Linked DNA regions of Danio rerio: region 2 is linked to region 1. Evidence: chromatin contacts called from public Hi-C data. All regions are on one chromosome and are shown on one strand. The core of a region is the stretch at or near the end of the contact, and the rest is flanking DNA. Distances in the headings are between cores, read along the strand shown. Region 1 holds the start of bcl11ba (BCL11 transcription factor B a). Region 2 overlaps si:dkey-288a3.2.

What was found. A called contact is a pair of places that touch in the nucleus more often than the background predicts.
Region 2: a contact with region 1 is called in a Hi-C map of embryo, with 4 times the contacts expected there. The contact joins the enhancer-like site here to the promoter of bcl11ba in region 1. A contact is called at or near these places in 7 of 18 Hi-C or Micro-C datasets (caudal fin, embryo, hematopoietic stem cells and 2 more) and 2 of 4 datasets of contacts at active chromatin or transcription factors (caudal fin and embryo).

Annotation. Positions count from the first base shown.
Region 1 is chr17:19,385,866-19,392,989 of GRCz12tu, forward strand. It overlaps bcl11ba (BCL11 transcription factor B a), which reads left to right and starts at 2,937. Exons shown (of 5, transcript NM_001328407.1): 1 at 2,937-4,114. The coding sequence starts at 4,057.
Region 2 is chr17:20,129,117-20,136,240 of GRCz12tu, forward strand. All of the region lies in intron 10 of si:dkey-288a3.2, which reads left to right. Among named protein-coding and RNA genes, the nearest start is that of ak7b, 30 kb to the right of the region's middle. Within about 2 kb of position 3,170, at least 19 of the 62 cell types and tissues checked have an H3K27ac peak or open chromatin away from gene starts, as enhancers often do.

The DNA.
Region 1 (7,124 bases), core at 1,687-4,186:
AAATACTATTGTTAACCTTAGCAAAGAACTGAAATATTTCTAACCAAAACCTCTGAATTTAAACACAGGACCAAATGTGGCTTTTTTTAAGCGTTTGAGCCCCATGCTTGTAAATCTTCGTGTCAGTAACTGGCCAATAGAGGGTACTGTTGCATTGCAAGTTCAGCACAGGAGCGATAGACTGCAAATAAATACATCTTGTCAAGTGTATTGGACACACTTATGACTGAAACAAAAGATATGAGCATTTAGGATCCTGCTTTTTACATTACATATAAATGACAAAAGCACTGAAATATAAAAGCATCACTGATTTAAAATCTGGTGCAAACTGCAATTTAAAGTTTGTGCTTTTAATATTAGATTTTTTAGCAAGATGGTCTGTGCTGCATTTTAGTCTGTTAGTCATTTGTTTTAAATTATTTATGATATCAAATTTAGGACTTGCATACACTCATTTTAGGAGATGCATACACTCATTTTTATGGCACATGTATAAAAATCAATAATTAATAAAGTTGCCAAATTAGCCATAATCATTTGAGGAAATGCAGGAAATGTTATTAGCATTACAAGAACATTTACAAACAGAAATCAAGTGTATTAATGCATCATTTTATCTTAATCATCATATCAGATGCTCTGACTCCACATTTGTCTCCACACATTTCCTGACAAGAACCAAATACACCATTCACACATTCTCTCTGGTAATGTATGGCTTACAAAGTTGGTGCACAGAGTTTCTTACTTGTGATCTGAGCCAAAGCTGTCATTACAGAGAAATGTATTGACATAATTCAATGCAAAGTACAGGACGTGTCCAATGAATTCATGCAATAAAACAGGATTCACAGCTGTGAGCAACACTGTCTTTCAGAGAACATTTCATGCTTTTTTATAGGAAGAATAATCCAGCACTAGCACATCCCGTATCAGCAACAACCTCCTCCAGTCTTGATTTCCTGGAAGAGGATGTTTCTAGCTTTAAACACTCTTGTAAATCGTGAAAATGTCTTCTGTTTTTGACAACACCTCAAATAAAAATCACTCTGGTTATTTCCTTGATATGTGTCAACTCTATCTATCTATCTATCTATCTATCTATCTATCTATCTATCTATCTATCTATCTATCTATCTATCTATCTATCTATCTATCTATCTATCTATCTATCTATCTATCTATCTATCTATCTATCTATCAATCTATCATTCTATCAATCTATCAATCTATCTATCAATCTATCTATCCTCAAAAAAATGATTCTGAAAGTTATTGTTATTTACAGAGTTCAGGGTGGAGATTTTATCAGAGACAGTGGCAGGATATATGGCATTGTTGGCGAGGCTGTGCCACCCAGCGTCACCTCCTATGATGGATCATGAGCAGATGGATCGACGCAGACACGCTCTCATCTGGGCGATTCGCCTGAAAACTACCTGCCTCTAAACTGGCACAAGTCGGACGCCTTTGGTAGTGCCTTGCCTCTATTATACATCAACTGTTGAAGGTAGATACAGTCTCCATGCGAATTAAAAATGGTAATAACTTGTCCTTTTCCTTTCAATCCCATACCATTAACGTACTTTTCCGCAGCATGTTTTCAAATGTATCTAATTGGTTTCAATTTACACTAAACATGTTCACGTATTACACGTAGCTATAATTAAATGCTATAGCAATAACAAAAAGAATGCCTAATTACACGCAGTTCTAGAAAATAATTACACATTTAGTGCATGTAGTTCATTAGTTTGCCTCGGTGTTAACACATTTATGAACACTAAAGTGTGACCTATAATTTTTTAATTGGAATGTCAATTTGAACAAACTAGCTGGTTATATACTGTGACATCGGTGAGAACGCCAGTTTAACCCTAAGACTTTCAAACAAGGGTGATTACAGGTAATTTCCTGCATTTAAAAATAGTTTGTTTCCCCAAAAGTGAATTGGTTTTAATTAGCAATAGTCACAGTGTGTCATTTGTCAACATGTCAGTCAATAGTATTTTTTAAATAAAGGTTTTAAATAGAAAAAAAACCTTTAGAACCTTCTAAATATCTTGTTTTAATAACCTACACCAATACCAAAACTGATTTAAAATTGACAACAAAAAACAAAAATGATTTTGAATTAGACATTAAAAATGTAGCTGAGCCTAAAAGAAAAACTGAAGAACTGTTGGCTTATATTTTCACTCGCGCTGAATCTCAAGTAAATCATCTTTCTGCTTTAAAGCTTCTAAATCACAATAAGAAACTATAAAAAAATAAATAAATTCTGAGCCAACTGATCCGCTTTCATATACGTGGAGTGTAAAACAGAAGCAAATAAACATGGCTTGCATTTTCACTCAGTAAACTCAAATCATGCAAGTATTTGCACAACACACCTCCCTGTTTTCGTTTCCTTTAGTATTCAGTCTTGCATTTCCACAAGCGCAACAGTCTAGTATTCATTGATCTCATTTTTCTTAAAAGACACTAATATGTTGACTCAAGTGATAAAAATGTACATTAGAAAGGATTAAGAAATGTAGACTGAACACATCACAATATTTTTCTCCCTTCTGATTTTCCTCCTTCCACAAATGTCGCTTTAATTTAATAATGTCATTTCTGTAGGACATAAAACACATAAAGAAGAAATGTGATGTGCGAGTATATCAGCGCTTGTCTTGTCTCGTGTAATTTATTGCTTATGAGGTAAACATCACACTTATGTCTCGCTGAAGTGTATTTCCGTGCATCCATCCGTGCTTTCAATCTGAGTTTACTGATTTTAATGTTTACAGTTAAAGACTGAAAGTCAACTTCAAAATCTTCTTATTCAGTTATTTATTTATTTATTTGCATGCATAAAATATCTCATGCACATTCATACGCATTTTTTTTTTTAAATAAAAGCCATGTGCAAGCTTTTCCCCCTTTAAATTCATTGCATCGTTGTAGCGCATTGTTTTATTTGTAAAGCAGATTCAGACAAGCAGTGCGCCGGTCTATCAGGTGCCGTGTGTTTGTGCGCGTGTATGTGTGTGTGTGTGTGTGCGTGTGTATGTATGTGTGTGTGTGTGTAATACAGCGGCTCGCGATGTCCACGCTCTCCACCACTGTTCTGGTGATCCGATAGTTGTGAAAAGCCACCACTAGTCGCCCCCAGTGCTCTTGCAGTCTCCAATTTTCTTTCCCACTGTAGACTTAACGTCACGTCCGCACTTGAACTTGAATTTTATCCCATTGTACGGAGGCAGCCCTCGCCACAGAGACACAGAGAGCTCCCGGAGAAGCAGGACTCCGCCATCTTCATACAGGCAGAAAAAGGAAGAAGAAAAAAAGCTTCATTCATTTGGAAAGGAGGTGGCAAGTCCATGTCCCTGGTCTCCAGTGCGCAAAGCCGAATAGGGGAGCAAGTGCAAAGAGTTGGAGAGAGTGCAAAGTAACCGGGCATCGCATGCACTTAGAGCCCAGGAGAGAAGAAGAAGAACTGTCCAGTGCTTGGCACGCTCAAGTGCCAACTCAAGGAGAAATTGGATTCATTTCATCCAATCTAATAAGTAATGACCGTTTTTCTTTTTTAGATTTAATTGGACTCAGAACGAAACAATTGACTCATCCACAAGGCACAGGACGAAGAGAGATATATAGAGAGAGACACTTTAGAGGGTCCAACCTTTCCAAACGCACCGGGCATTACACGCCAAGACATTTCCAGTGGTTTCTGCACAACTGTCAGTCGTCAAGGATATTTTCGCCCTCGGACAGATCGCGCTCGGCACACCGCTTAAGTGCATGTGTGTGTCGCTGAGGTACTGAGCGTCTGCGCGTCTCTGGTCATCTGGAGAGCCGGAGCGCAAAGACACTTTCGCTTCTCTCACATTCACGGGACCCCTATCTCTATCTCGGCTCGGAACTGTGGCAGTTCTTTGGAAGTCCCGGGAAAAGTTTGCTGCCGAGGGGGGAAAAAGCCCACGCCACGGACACGGAGGACCGAAGAGGCTAGCCGACTATTCCTTGTGCGGGTCTCTGGGCGATGCCAGTGTAAATGCCAGGGCAATGTCCCGTCGCAAGCAGGGAAACCCTCAGCATTTGTCGCAAAGAGAAATTATAACACGTAAGTCTGTCTTTATGTTTTACTTATTTGTGTATTAAGAGGACGTTTGACCATTTTTTGTGATGAGAGGAACGATCTGTACTAAAGAGTTTTATAGTGTTATTAATTAACGGCTTTTATTAAAATGCGTTAATTCATTTAAATGCAGGAAAATGAAACGCACCAAGTTAGCTAAATTAGTTAAATTATTTCTTAATGAATTTCTAATTCCTGCTTTAAGCAAAAAGTCGGATTTACAGGTTTAGTGTTGCTTAAAAGAATTAAAAAGTAAAAAAAAGAAGAACTACGCTAACTCTTTTTAATTTTTTATTTTTTATTTTAAACGTATCTTTTATTTAAGTCTCTATTTTTAGAGACTATTATTCCCAGTTATGTTGTTTGATTTTAATAGCAAATAGTTTGGATTAATCTAACAATTGTTAGCAGGCCATGAGGTTAGATTTGAAACTTTACATTGCATTTTTTATTTAAGTATTTGATAAGTTTTGTAATGTTAACTAAACAGTTTAATGAGGTGTGGGTTATCTTAATAAATAAGCATAATTTAATAAATTATGCTAATTTAGACTGAATGTAATATATTTTTACTTTCTCTGGTTTAATATAGATATATCAATTAGACAGTTTATTAAAATATGTTTGATCATTAAAATAATTTATTGCAATTTAAAATATACATTTAAAACATTTCCTTGTTGAAGTGATACATTGAACTTGTAGGCCTGTCTTTCCAAATCATGATGCACTGTAACAATGTTTCATGCTTCGATTTAAACTAGACTTTTGCACTTTTTGCAAGGCATTTGAAATAGTTCTGTACTGAAGGTGAGAAGCTACCTGTAACCACCAAGCACATGGACGGTTAAAGGTTTTGATTTCGCAGCGCACACACGGTTGCAATGAGCTTTTCTTTTTTAAGTAGTTACAATTTATTGCAATAATGACATATAACTGCTTCCAAGTGTTAGACCTGAATGCAAATGTGTCAAAACAAAGAAAATAATTAAAGTGAAATTAATTTGTCATCTTGATGTTAAATTATTTTATACAAATGTCAAGCTTGCTTTTACTTAAGCTGTTATACTAAAAAACAAAGCTTTTTTTTTTTAATTGGCTTCTTGCACAATTCAACTTTTTATACATTGCTTTTTACATTTTGTGTGGAAAAACGACAGCTTTTAAAATCAGCATACAAAGCATACAAAGAAACAAAGCAGGTCTAATAATGTTTCTGACACTTGGCTTTGCCTCCGAGTGAAGGTTGTGACTAAGTGTAGGTAAAGTAAGACAGAAGTCATGACTTTAGTTCCAAACACAGACAGCTTACATTCTTTTCCTGCTTTTAGATTTTAGACACTTTTACAACAATTGCAGGAGACAAAATAAATATAAATACACACACATATTCAGCAACCAATATGAAAATGTCTATATTTGTCCTGCAATAAACAAAAATCAGATAACTCAAAAAAACTATAAAACCCATCCAGATTTAGTTTTATATTCATCCTTAAGCACAGTCTACAGAGCATAGATAATTCATAGCAGAGCCCAGTGATGTAATGCCACCCAAATCTGTTTTGTGTTGTAGAGTTAGGGCCATGTTTGCTGTGCATATACACACTAACACACACCATTCTTTCGCTAATGGCTTAATCTGTTACTGTACGTACACATATGTACGCGGTCGCACTGTAAACATTTAGCATGCCTCTGCAATGTGTGTTTGAATTTGCTGTCGAGTTTACAAATATGACTGAGTCTTATGAATATGACTATGACATATAACCGAATTAGAATGGAGATGTTATTGAAAGCTTAATTCACATTATCTGGCTTGCATTGCACGGTTTGCCACAGGGCATGGCGTCCCTTTTTGCATGTATGCAATTGTGACAGTCGGTTTTATATATTTTCCTCGTGCACCAGCATGTGCATGCATGCAAACCCCCTTTTTTTTCAGTGCATAAAACCCTCCGATCAATGTGCATGTAAAACAATCATTCTGCTCGAGCAGAAAACGTCCCTTTTTCAATTCCTCTCGCTATAGTTATCACATGTCCCATCAGTCATTGCATGTACAATGGCTGTGGTTATTAATTTGGGCTTTAAATTTCAGAATGCTCCAGTTACACCAAAGAACTTTCCCTGAGTGCTTTCTCTCCCTCTCTCTCACACACACACCTATACACACACACACACACACCAAACGAACACAAACGCAGACATGCACAGAGTACAGCAGACGCCAGTTTAGACGTCAAGCTTTTGTGTATATTTTTTTTAACACGAGCGAGTGAGAGAGAAAGGAAGGGGGTCGACTTTCTCCTTTTTAGACACCAGAGATTGAAAGGTGTTCATTGCATCACCGGTGAATGAATATATAAACTTCAGAGAGGTTCCTCAAACGTATCATGCCTTAGTGGTTTTTATGCAGAGGGCATGTAGGCCAGGTGCTAGCAGATATCATCTGCGCTCAGGGCTGCGTTCTATCCTCATAGTTCTCAATTCTCATCACATGCTGATGTTTGTGGCTATGATTTTGATGTAACGAGTGTTTTCTTCGAAGTGTGCACTGTATGAACTCTTCATGCACGCTGGCATGAGTGTGTGTGTGTCTGTGTGTGTGTGTTCAAACACCCTGTGCCAGCTTGCTCATTCGTGTTCTGTTTGATATGGGCTTCAATATGTGAAATAGCTTCTTTCAGGTCATGAAAAAGTATGTGAAATTTGATATATATTTCCGTGTAATAGGCACATTTTGCATTTAAATGTCAAGGTCAATTGCAATGTGGTCCCGACCTCAAAAGTGACATTTTTTTATTTTTTTTGTATAGGATTTTTATTTATTTATTTATTTATTTATTTATTTATTTATTTATTTATTTATTTATTTATTTATTTATTTATTTATTTATTTATTTAATTAGAATATGCAAAGATCATACAAATACAAGAAAACATCAACAAATAACAAAGCAACAAAACAAAAACAACAACAATATAGTCA
Region 2 (7,124 bases), core at 1,920-4,419, 740 kb after region 1:
TTTCTTATGATTTAACTATATTGCAAAGCACTATTTTATATATATATATATATATATATATATATATATATATATATATATATATATATATACATATATATATATATATATATATATATATATATATATATATATATATATATATATATATATATATATATATATACACAGTTGAAGTCACAATTATTAGCCTCCCTGAAATATTTGCCCCCCTGTTTATTTTTTCCCCCAATTTCTGTTTAACAGAGTGAAGATTTTTTTCAACACATTTCTAAACATAGAAGTTTTAATAACTCATCTCTAATAGTTGATTTATTTTATCTTTGCCTTGATGACAGTAAATAATATTTTACTAGATATTTTTCAAGACACGTCTATACAGCTTAAAGTGACATTTAAAGGCTTAACTAGGTTAATTAGGTTAACTAGGCAGCATAGGGTAATTAGGCAAGTTATTGTATAATTATGGCTTGATCTGTAGACTATCGGGAAATAAATATAGCTTAAAGGGGCTAATAATTTTGTCCTTAAAATGGTGTTTAAAAAAAATTAATTAAACAAATAAGACTTTCTCCAGAAGAAAAAATATTGTCCGATATACTATGAAAATTTCTTTGCTCTGTTAAACATAATTTGGGATATATAAAAAAAATAATAAAATAAATAAATAAATAAATAAAAAGGGGGATAATAATTCTGACTTCAACTATATATGCACCTTATTCCTTATTCTACGGGCAGGCACAGCCATTTGAATCTTTTTGGCTTAAGACTTCCGGTCTCATTGACTTCAGTTTATTTTCATATTATATTATATTATTATGCTTTGTATAGTCATGCAAACACTTGTTTGTAGAGCAAGTTTGACCGTTTTCTGCTTTTTATTATTCCTAGTCTTTTCTCCCTTAAGCAACAATTTTTTTTTTTACTGAGCTAATAAATGAAAATAAATATGTCAAGGTGCAAACATTTTGACTTTAAAAATTCTGGAAAATCTAATTCTTATTGGTTGTTGTATTTTTCCTCTCTTGTTTCTCAGAATTAGTATTTATTTTTAGCTTTTGGTTCACATAACAGCACCTACTGATGAGGTGGGGATGAAGATAATAAAGGACCCATCTGATTGGTCAGATTTGGATAAACAACTTATGCATGTAGCACACAAACATAAAACTTTTTCAATATAATCCTCCTTCCTGCGATATGGATATTACATATACTATTATCGCGATGACAATCATTTCTCGATATGTAGCGCAGCTCTAGTTTATTGTAAAAAGAATTCTACACACAAAGGGCACTTGGCTTTTTTTATTTTTGTGTCTACTCTCAGACAATCCCCTTCTCACGTGTAGCGACAACAGTTGAAACCAACCATCACCCAAACTGCCTCTTTCCAAGCGGGCGGATCGATGTCTGGCTCTCTTAGGCTGAACAAACACAAGAGTTTAGCGGGGAGGGAAGCCATCAGGTCAGATCTGCACGGCGAATAATCTCTCCTCAGCCACACGCAAGAACAAAGCCTATCTGGAGCTCATCGCCACTGTGATGATATTTAAATGTAAAGCTGAGGAGATCAATTAAATTAGCCGTGGCTTCAGCCAGCAGCTCTCCAGTCTGCCCCTGAGGTCACAGCGGTGTACTTTTCAGCTCTCGCTTCTGGTAATCGCTTCAAATCAAGCCTCTCTTAAGCACCGCGGCCCACCTTAATTACACGTATGAGGTGGAGATTTCACACCTCTGGTAAAGAGAAGATAAAGTCAAATTGATAATAAACGCCTGAAAGATACATTTTTGAATCAGCCGGGAGAGCAGAGCTGACTGCCGTCCTCGGTGGAGATATATATTCATACCATTCACTGCGCGAGTGTGTGTGTGTGTGTGTGTGTTGATGACGGAGTTGCTCAGCTTTAGTGCTCTAACTTTATTTTGACACATTCGACTGATACTCTTCCAATATGAGCGCGCTTATAATTATCAGATTGCGCATTCATTGTACTTCTCGTGAGTAATATGAGGTAATTAACGAAAATATGCTGTTAAGCTAAATTGAACATTTTAATATATGTTTATTTGTAGTTTTGCACAAATGTAAAACAAAAAACTTGATAATTTTAAGCCACCAGACTTAGTCGGAATGAATTTATGGATCAAAATATTTATGATTTCTGTTGTGTGAGTAGGTTTGTGGCAGCGTATCAGGATTTATGGATGCAAATGTGTTAGTTTAGTGGGAGAATGAAGTACTAGATCTGATTTATAGATTTTTGGTAGAAGATATTAATTAGCAAAATATTTGCATGCTTTTTTGGAGCATTATTAATATCATTATTATTATTTTTTACTTAGATTTAATTTGATTTTACAAACTAATTAAAATAATCAAATAGGAAATATTTAAATAATTAATTAATATCTCAAACTTGACTTACAATATAAAATATAACAGATATAAGTCTATCAAAAGTCTATTTCAAGTCTAATTTAAATTATTATATTTAGGAAATTAACATTTAAAACATATAAAAATAAACATATGAAAACTTAGATTAATATAAAAAATTATTATTATTATTATTATTATTATCATCATCATTATTATTATCATCATCATCATCATTATTATTATTATAATATTATTGTATTATTATTATTATTATTATCATCATCATCATTATTATTATCATCATCATCATCATTATTATATTAATATTATTGTATTATTATTATTATTATTATTATCATCATCATTATTATTATCATCATCATCATCATTATTATATTAATATTATTATTATTATTATTATTATTGTTATTATTATTATTATTATCATCATTGTCATTGTTATTGTTATTAATATTATTATTATCATCATTATCATCATCATTATTATTAATAATAATATTATTATTATTATCATCATTATTGTTATTATTATTATCATTATCATCATTATTATTATTATTATTATTATTATTAATATTATTATTATTATAAACAATATTATTATTATGTTCCGTAAACGATGCCCTATCCTTCAAATATCTATCTGAGACCTTTTTTTTTCTCCTCGTACTCTCTTACCCAACAGTAAACATCCATCCTCTTCCAGGCTGAAGTTTACAGATCCATTTAGTGTACAACAGTGACATCTACCTTCAGAGATGAGAAACAGCTTAACATAACACAGGACAATAGAGAGCACACTTTTCATGCAGGTCATAGAGTGTGTATGTGTGTCTGTGTGTGTGTGTGAGAAAGGGAGAAAGAGAGAGATAGAGCGAGCGAGTGAGCGAGAGAGAATATGTTGGTAATTATAGCTATTTATGTTAAGAGAAAAGACCTAGTCAGATGGCGAAGTGCATTCATTAACATTTACTTAGCGGTGAAGTCATTATCCTCTTTCCCACTAACAGAGAAGGTAAGAGAAAAAAAAAGAAAAATATTAATGTGCCGACACAATGACAAATATGAAATCCAGGACGCACTTAAATAGGATGTAAGGTAAGTGTAAAAATGCAGTTTGACTGTTGGAGGGAGAAATAAATGCGCTTGCTGCGGCGTTCGTGACTAATTCTCATTGTCATCGTGGTAAACAAAGAAATGATGCAAGCAAGTCTGATTGTTTCCAAGATTCTTTCTGTTGCAAAGTATCGGTTGATTGTGTTGTCTGAAAGAATTATTTATTATCAAAAATTAAGCTATATTTAAGAGCTCTGTTTGCTTTACTAATGCATTACTTTTCCATTTTGAAAATATATGCAAATATGAAAAAAAATGCATTTAAAATGTAAAATAGTATCTTTGAATAATAAAAAAAAGACTTCAATTGTATTGCAGGAATTAAAAATAATATACAATACAAGCAGTTTTTTTTTACTGGCATCTCAAATGCTGAGTAATTTACATATATTAGCATATAAAGTAATTGGCACAGATGCCAAGAAAACACTGGAAAACAGATTAATTGTCATCCACCAGCCACAGTGACATTGTTAAAAATGAGATGCTTTTAAGAAGCCAATTATCAGAGAGTTTCCAAAGTAACCCTTTTTTCATCACTGAATATCAACTTAAAGCCAGCTTCATCCAAATATGCAATGATTACGTATCCAATCCCAAAAGTCCCTTCACATGCATGCACACAAACACTTTCATACTGCATATATATCATTATTTATTATGTCAAATATAGTTTTAAGATAAGTTTTTAATAAGCTTAGAGGGTGTTATATAAGATATATCCATCTTTATACTGCAGGTAAGTTACAAAATAAATACATTTGCATGATTTATTATAAAATATAAACACATTTGAATATTTTTTTCTTTAAGTTATGCTTAATTATTTGTTAAATTATATTTGTTTATTAAATTAAAGCCAGCTTCATACTAATATGCAATGATTACATATCCAATGCCAAAAGTTCCTTCATATGCATGCACACAAACACTTTCAAACTGCATATAAATATCATTATTTAATAATTAGGGTCTCCGCAGGGTCTTAAAAGGGATTAAAAGTTGATCAATCAATTTAGAGGAATTTAAGGCCTTTAAAAAGTATTAAAGAAATCTTGAATGCTCTTTTTACAAGTTACTAAATTTTGTATCATTTTTGATTCTACAATGTATAGCTGTATGCTAAGGTTTGCCTGAATTTTATCTGAATATCGGGCTGTTGTGTATTTTATGAAATCAATAAAATCCTACAGTTCTACTGGCACCATTTAGCATTTTTATTTAGTTAGTTTTTATTTAGTTAGGGTTGAATAATGTCTTAGTATAGAATTAGTTTCTTACAATCAGTATTTAGTAAATATACTTTACATTAAAATGTTGTCAATGTTATTGGGTGAAACCTAAAGTGGCGATTAGGTTTTAATATGTATGGAAAGATTTTTTAAAAAGGACTTGAAAGTTACTGAATTTCCCTCCCTGATTCCCGTATATACCCTGAATATGTCAAATGTAGTTTTGAGATAAGTTTTTATAAACTTCCAGGTGTTATATAAGATATATCCATCTTTATACGCTAGGTAAGTTACAAAATAAACAAACTTGCATGATTCATTATAAAATATAAACTTATTTGAATAATATTTGTTTACGTTATGCTTAATTATTTTACGTTACTTTTGTTTATTAAATTAAAGCAAGCTTCATACACATATGCAATGATTACATATCCAATGCCAAAAGTCCCTTCATATGCATGCACACAAACACTTTCAAACTATATATATATATATATATATATATATATATATATATATATATATATATATATATATATATTTAATGTCAAATATAGTTTTAAGATATGTTTTAAATAAACTTCCAGGGTGTTATATAAAATATATCCATCTTTATACTGTAGGTAAGTTACAAAATAAGCACATTCCATATAATCTTTCAATTTGCATGGTTTGTTATAAAATATAAGCTTATTTGAGTACTTTTTTTGGTTTACATTATGCTTAATTATTTGTTACATCATTTTTTAAAAATTAAATTAAAGCCAGGTTTATTTAAAAATATGCAATGATTACATATCCAATCCCTAAAGTCCCTTCACATGCATGCACACAAACACTTTCAAACTGCATATATATCATTATTTAATATGTCAAATATAGTTTTAAGATACGTGTTTAATAAGCTTAGAGGGTGTTCTATAAGATATATCCATCTTTATACTGTAGGTAAGTTACAAAATAAATACATCTGCATGATTCATTATAAAATATAAACACATTTGAATATTTTGGTTTACATTATGCTTAATTTTTTGTTATATTATTTTTGTTTGTCAAATTATAGCCAAATTCATACAAATATTCAATGATTACATATCCAATCCCAAAAGTCCCTTCATATGCATGCACACAAACACTTTCAAACTGCATGTATATATATAATTTTTTGTATTTAATATGTCAAATACAGTTTTAAGAAAAGGTTTTAATAAACTTTCAGGGTGTTATATATAGATATATTGATCTTTATACACTAGGTAAGTTGCACAATAAACATATTCCATATAATCTTTAATTCACATGATTCACTGATGATGTTTACCTTAGTTATACTTCATTTTTTGTTACATTATTTTTGTTTATCAAATTAAAGCCAGCTTCACACTATGCAATAAAACCCTATCCAGTCGCAAAGGTCTCATGCACACATACACTTTCAAACTGCATACATCTAACATGGTGAAATACAATGTTTCAACAGTTATGCATACTTCCATTGTGCTATGTAAGGTCATTTAGAATGCTTTTATGCTTTTTTTTTTTTTTTTACAATAAAGCAAAGCATTTAATGCAAACTAGAGGTTTACAGATTTTATTTATTGCAGCACATCATAAGAGAATGTGTTTCCGCCAGGGTTGAAGAATATTCATATGTTTAGGTCTCAAATGTGTCACCTGCCCTGTATGGAAGAGTTTTTGAGGCATATGGGCACAGTCTTTCTCTCTCTCACACACACACACAAACTCTCGCTGGTAATAGATTCTGCTATGGTTTGCTGGAGCTCTAGTTTTATCCCCTGTAATAATTGGATAGTGCCTCCATTTATAAGGCTGTCCAAGGGAATGCAGAGTGAACAAATGAGCTAGTTTAGTTGCCAAGACCACTGCTTGGGGAGAAGGGCTTAAATGACTCCCATTTTCACAGCCATTGTGCAATGGCTACCTTAAATAATATTGAGATTACACAAGGGAAGGGAAGACACGCTGAGGATCTATTGTGCAGATAAAAGGAAAATGGAAATTAAAAGGTTTTTGGGGGGAAATAGAAATGAATGATTGTATAGCTGGACAATGAAACAACAAATTGAAGATGTACTGATAGATATTGATATGTTAATTCATCTTTGATACAATTGATAGTTAATTCTTTATTTACATCTCTCTTAAATGTGTGTTGTAATCTTATATACATCCAATAGATTTATTTATTTATTTTTTATTTAATTCTGCCATAACATTTTTTATTTTTTGTTGTTATTTTCATTATAGAAGAGAAATACAAAATTTTAAATTTATTTTTAGAAATAAGAAAATATATTTTAATTTTGTGTTTCTGTTCTATAATGATAATAAAATGTGTATAG